Regions from separate parts of the Arachis hypogaea genome. Here region 1 is linked to region 2. Evidence: chromatin contacts called from public Hi-C data. All regions are on one chromosome and are shown on one strand. The core of a region is the stretch at or near the end of the contact, and the rest is flanking DNA. Distances in the headings are between cores, read along the strand shown.

Evidence for each region. Hi-C and Micro-C count contacts between places; a contact is called where the count stands out from the background.
Region 1: a contact with region 2 is called in a Hi-C map of leaf, with 2.6 times the contacts expected there. The contact joins the promoter of LOC112783668 here to the promoter of LOC112784366 in region 2. A contact is called at or near these places in 4 of 8 Hi-C or Micro-C datasets (leaf and an unstated tissue).

Annotation. Positions count from the first base shown.
Region 1 is chr20:134,701,005-134,704,558 of arahy.Tifrunner.gnm2.J5K5, forward strand. LOC112783668 (mogroside I-E synthase) reads right to left here and starts at 1,697. Exons shown (of 3, transcript XM_025826706.3): 1 at 1,435-1,697; 2 at 635-1,059; 3 at 1-572. The coding sequence starts at 1,657.
Region 2 is chr20:134,515,980-134,519,031 of arahy.Tifrunner.gnm2.J5K5, forward strand. It overlaps LOC112784366, which reads right to left and starts at 1,731. Exons shown (of 18, transcript XM_025827545.3): 1 at 1,100-1,731; 2 at 262-781; 3 at 1-95. The coding sequence starts at 1,600.

The DNA of each region.
Region 1 (3,554 bases), core at 447-2,946, 180 kb after region 2:
ATACAAAGTCTTAGTGCTTCTTGTCTCACAATCTTGTTCTCACCCATAGGAGCTCTAATTCCCATCTTCCAAAGATCTACAATAAGCTTAGCATTTGTGTTTTGATCTGACCATTGTGGCATTGCAACAATTGGAACACCTAAACACAAAGCTTCCAATGTAGAGTTCCAACCACAATGTGTCACAAAACAAGCAATAGCTTCATGAGCTAAGACTTTTAGTTGGGGGCACCAAGTTACAACTAAGCCCTTGTCAGATTTATTTTCAAAGTCTTTGGGAAGCTTAATTTGCTCAGAGGCCCTTACCACCCATAAGAAGTAGGCATTACTTTCCCTTAAAGCATAGGCTACTTCTTCTATTTGATCCTCTCCAACCATAACCAAACTCCCAAATGATACATAAACAACAGAACCTTTTGGTTTGTTGTCTAGCCATTCCATGCAATCTTCGCTCTCGAATGCTGCAGCACCATAATCTTGGTCGTTTTCATATTGCTTGTTTAAGAACATTGATGGTATGTTTGGTCCTATAGTCCTATATTTTGGCCACAATTTCCTTGTCCAATCATTTACCTGAAAGTAATTTGTTAGTTTATTATTACATACTAAACCTATGAGTATCTTCTGTTAATTACCTCTTTACCAAGGTCGTAGAATGTATTGCAAAGAATCCAATCAGCTTTGTGAATGTTGGAGAACTGATCCACCAACAAATCAAGCAAAAACGGCTTTTCCTGATAAGTGAAGAAGAAAGAAGGCATGTCAGCAACATCAAGTTTCGGCAACCCTGGGAAAGAAAACTCTTCCTCCGTGAATGGAACTTGAATCTTCCCCAAATGGAAATGATAGTATGTTGTGTTAACCGCCATGTTTTGAGTGAGAAAAGCAGCACCAACAATCCCAAATCTCTTGGCAGTTTCTAGTGCCCATGGGAAGAATGCGTCATACACTATGCAATCAACTGGATACCCTTTCCGACCAAGATTCTCCACAAGATTTGCTAGATTCTCTGGCCCAACTCTCCAAAAGTGATCCATATAAACCCCGTAGTTCTTAGCACCTGTATGTATTGTAAAAGTATAAATACGAATATTGAATAAATTAATCGACCTATACACTAAAAATGTTAATAATTCAGTTATATATATAAAATATATATATTTACTTATAATACATGATTAATTTTTTATATACATATAGTATTTTTAATATTAAACACGAACAAAAAAATGCAGATTTTGAGTATGTTGTCCCATAAATTTGATAAATCTAGTTGTTTACACACTGTTTTTATACAATCTACAAAATAGAATTTTTTTATGAACTTTAGTCTAAAATTTTTGCACAAATATCTATGTAATATTATTGAAGTAAAAATAATTATTTTTTAAATACATAAATTTAATTGAACGATGGTATATAGTATATACAGAACCTGAAGGGCCAGTGTGGTCAAAGCCATCAGAAATGGTCTCAAGTGAAATTGTTGGAGGCACTTGATGCAAGTTCTTGCAGTAATAAACGGTTGAAACAAAGGTGACTTTGATTCCTTGGTGTTCCAAGAGTTTGGAGAATTGAATCATGGGGTTGATATGACCTTGAGCTGGTAAAGATAGAATTAGACAATGCACCTTTCTGCTATTATTATTGTTCTCCATTTCTATGATAATGAATTAAACACTACTTGTGTTTGTTATATGTATATGTGTGTGTGTGGACATTTGTTAGTTATAAAGGACAAAGGCAAATAATAGGGACAAATTATGGGCGGCAAATTGAGGATATGTACATGTATATAATACAATAAAACATGTATTCATCATCTTCCACTGAAAAAGTAAATTTTAATTGATTGAGAATGTAAAACAGAACTATACTAATTTATTATTTATGTTATCATCCGATTTAAGATATTCTATTTCATTAATACAGATAGAGTCTAAACTCATAGCCGTATCTTAATTCACTACAATAATTTTAAATAAGTCCCGACGGCTAAAATTTTTGTTACATTATTATAGTAGGGTAAACAGTATTAACCTTAAATTCTTTGTTAACAAAAAAATATAAGTTATTCCATTTAAACATTTATAAGCTAAGATTAATATTTTCATTTTCTTTGCCTTTTTTTTTTTCTTCCAATGATTCACATAGTTTGGAAAATCACAAGCTTAAATTTTCCAAAATTGTAAGTAATGAAGAAAAGAATATAAAAGATATTGTGGGGAGATATAATATATTTTTTTAGAAACAAATACGTATAAAAAGGGACAAAATTTTTCACATTAAAACCGAATTCGAACTCCAACATTTATTTGAACTAATTAATGAGTTAACTACTAAATCAACCCAAATTGATTTTTGTGCACACTACAAAACTGTGATGTATTGAAATCCTTACCAGATATATCAAACAAAAAACATAATGAGCTTAGAATCTTGTCATATCCTAACGAAACTTAAATGTCCCAACAAATTAAATTCTACACTTTAGCATATTCCACGTATCCTAAATACTTTTATATCTTCAACGTAAAGTAAGTCCAAAAATTTCTACACTTAAAAAAAAAATCCAGTCAAAGAATATTAGAACATTTTGAATATTCAATTTCAGTTCATTTATCTAATATAATATAATATAACATTATTTTAGGATAATTTACTCAAATAAAATTTTTGGAGACCTTTTTTTTTAATCAAAATACGACTTTATAAAATTGAAGACGCAATTGTAACTTTTACTACTCTATCAAAATCGTTACTGTCAACAACGAATTAGGAATATATATAAACCGCTATTGATAGCCGCGTATAAACAGAAACTGCTATAGACAATAGTTTCTAAAGGAGGAATATAATACAGAAATCGCTATAGGTAATAGCAGTTTCTAAAAAAAAACAGTAACGATTTCTGTGAGATTTATACAAAACTTTTTATTAAATATCTATCACTTATCTAAAACCTTTATTTATATGTTATTTTTTTATATAATATGATATATTTTTTTTAGTAGAGTTTGAAAAATTGTATAATATATTGACTGGTGAAGGCAACCTTTATATCATTATATTATATGTTGTCTCTTACTTTACTTTTTATATGAGACAAAATCAGTAGCACTCGTGCAATTGCATTAATGAGGTTAAATCAAATATATTATATGGTTAGAATATTGAACCATTACGTTGATAATGAATTTTGTGTTCCATGTTTTTTGTAATATTTTTTAAAAGCGAAATATATTTTATTTCATTAAAAATAGAACTTGGAATTCAAAATATAAAAAAAAATTTCAAATTTCACAATATAAGAGTACAAGGAATAGTACTTTTTGGGATGGAAAAAAAAACCTAAGAATAAAATAGAAACTGACATTAGGAAGTAAAAATTGTAAGTAAAATAAGAATCTTCTTATTTTTAGGAATGTAAGCTATGTTGTTAAAAGCAAATTCATTGGACGTTTTGTGAAAAAAATTGTGGGTAGTATTTTTTGTCAAAAATGTCTATAATTTCTTTTAATCTTTAGTTGAGTTATTCAATTACAAACGCAGAAC
Region 2 (3,052 bases), core at 481-2,980:
CTTAATCAAACGTGCATCAATACAAGAGTTAATCATGCTCTTAAAGGCATCAGTGGCTGCATATATTGCCTCTTCATGATCAGATGCCAAAATATCTGCATATTCAAAGGAAAAAAACAATACTTGAGGAAGTACCTTTCGAAACAGGTAAGCACATATGAACACACATGCGTGCACAAACCATGAACATGTGACAGAGAGCATTAAGAAGTGCAACATAATTAAATCATTCAAAAAGGAAAAGTGGATATGATATCTTACCTTTGAGAGCATTAAAGACAAGAGGGAGCTTAACCACACATATTCGTCTTTTGAGCAAATAAACTTTATTCATTCCAGTAGCGAGCAAGCGAGCAGTAAATGTCATTCCCTCTCCGGAAGTCTCATTTGATGAGATAGAATGAGCCAACAAGCACAACAACTCAAGTAATGGGTCGGGCGAAACTTCTGATGTTGGGTAAAGACAAAGAAAACTCAAGCCATCTGTTATTCGCCTTGTGACTAGAGGTTCATGCAAATTCAAGAGAATTTTGTAGTTCTCGAGAATGCTGGTCTTGTCTTCCAGCGACACAAAGGGAAGATTCTCTTTCAAAGCATCAAGAATATACAGAACCTGCTGGGCTCCCACAGTTCCTTCACTAGCATTAGCATCTGCTCTATGAGCCAGCAGAGAAAAACTTTCCAGGAGATTTTTGACTCCCTCACTTGCGGAGGCTAAGAGGGAAGATTTTTGTAAGTTTAGCAAGACGTCACGAAGATACAAATGAGATTTCCTTCTAACCTGATAAAAGATTTAGTTAGCATACACAAGATTCAACTATGCACCACAGTTTAGCAAACATTCAGTATCCTTAATAATCAAGAACAGAAGAAGAAATCTAAAAGAAGAACAAAAGCTATATGCAAGACCCAACCATAGGTAATGTACAATTCTTATTAGAATAGGATCAACTAAGCATAAAAGTTGTAAGAACTTGGGGACATCGCCAACAATATCCTCATCAATGTGAAACCTTTATCGTGGTATCATCACTCCCATATCCATTGATTTTCACAAACTGAAAATTCGGTTTTTGAAGTCACAGAGAAGGTAATATACCTTAGGTCGTGAATCAGTAAGGAACCCCAACAGCACAGTGAACAACGGAGACACATCGGACCAATTCACACTGTCCCTTCTAATCAACAAATGCGAAAGGCACTTCAATCCTGAAACCATGACACTCTCTGATTCCCTCAACGACCGTAGAACTCGCACCACCAGCTCCGACAAGAACTCCCTCTGCTTCTTCAGCACCGCAGCGGGCACTCTCGGGATGAGGAGGGATATAACAGTGAGGAGGGCGCCGATGACGTGGCTGGGAGGGTTGGGTTCCACTGACATGCGGTCCAGGGAGGAGCATGCAGCGCCAAAGTAAGCGACAGGGAAGGACGCGAGTTTTTGTTCCTTGAGCTCCTGAGACATAGCCCCGATTACGGCGCAGAGATGCAAGTGGCTTTCCTTGGTGGAACCGGAGAAGCGAGAGAGGATGGAATAGCAGAAATCATCGTTTGAACCTTCCCCGAAGAAGGATGGTGCATCCATGTCGAAGTCGTCCATGGAGGATGATGCAATAGGACTAGTTGCTGGAAAGTGCAGTGAAACGCTAGGTCCGACGGCAGTCACGGCACAAATGTTTATGCACTGAAGGTCGAGTAGGTTGTTTGCGCGCCTTTCTCGGAAATTTTTTTTTTAACGATATTTTTTAAAAAAATAAGATAAAAATAATTTTATATTTAGATATATTATCTAAAAAAATTTATTTATTTATTAATTATGTTTGATTAAAATAAAATAAAAATATTTTTTATTTATTATGTAAAAAATATTTTAAAAAAAAATTTTTATAAAAAATATAAATTATAAATTCTTAAAGAAAATTTTTTTATTTTTCTAATATTTTTATTTTTACTATAAAAATTTTTTTAAACCACTAAAAAATAAAAAATAAATTTTTTTTTTATCAAATTTTTTTTTATCAGATTTTTTTTGGTGTGTACCAGGGTATCCATCAGGTCGGAAGCCCAATGACTAATCCCTCGGGTACTGCAGAGGCACACAAAGTGGGCGACCCTCCCAAGCAAGCAAACTCCATTCCCATCCTCCAGTGAGTATCGAACCCGGGAGAGATGGTTAAGGGACACAGACCCTCATCCATCTGTGCCAACTTGCGTTGGTTTTTTTTTATCAGATTTAATAGCGTTTGAACAAGTAGTTTAAGTAAAAGAGGTTAATAAATTAGAAGGCTTTTTGGGCTATATTATACTGCAGTTGATTGGATCTCTCCTCCTGCTGGCATAAGAGGACATTCTTATTCAAGATTGTGGCTAACGGTCCCCTTGCTCTATTTTCCTGCTGTTTACTTGCACCTTTTTTTTGTTGTGGACCGATTCAGGTGGGCCAAAACACTCAGCCCAAACATCACTCCCCTACAATTAGGATCGGAAATAAGTCGAGAAACTAAAGTTCAACTCATGAAAATTGAGCTTGACTCACGGTTTAATTCATTAATAATCGAGTCTATTTTTTAAGTTTAAGCTCGACTCATCGAAGGCTCATGATCTGGCTCAAACTCACGAGATGACTCAAATAACAAGAATCATTCTATAATTCTATATCAATAAATTAATATATGTAAAATTATATATTACTATTTTAAATATATATATAATTGAGTCGGCTTACGAGCTAATGAGTTGAGTTTATCCAAACTTAAGTTCGACTCATTTAATTTATGAGCTCAATTCCAAACTCAAGCTTGGCTCACTAGCTCATGAATTCAGGTTATCGAACTATTAACGAGTCAAACACGAGCTGGCTCATGAGCTAGCTTGACTCACTTTGAGTCCAACCTCTAATATACACCCGTTCCCACTTCCTGATGCTATTCTAAGATCATATTTGGGTGAACTTTTAAAAGAAGATATTTTTTGAGTTATCTTTTTTAAAAGATCTTTTAAAAAAGTAAAAGTAATTCTATGTTTGAATATCTCATGTAAAAAGATCTTTTTA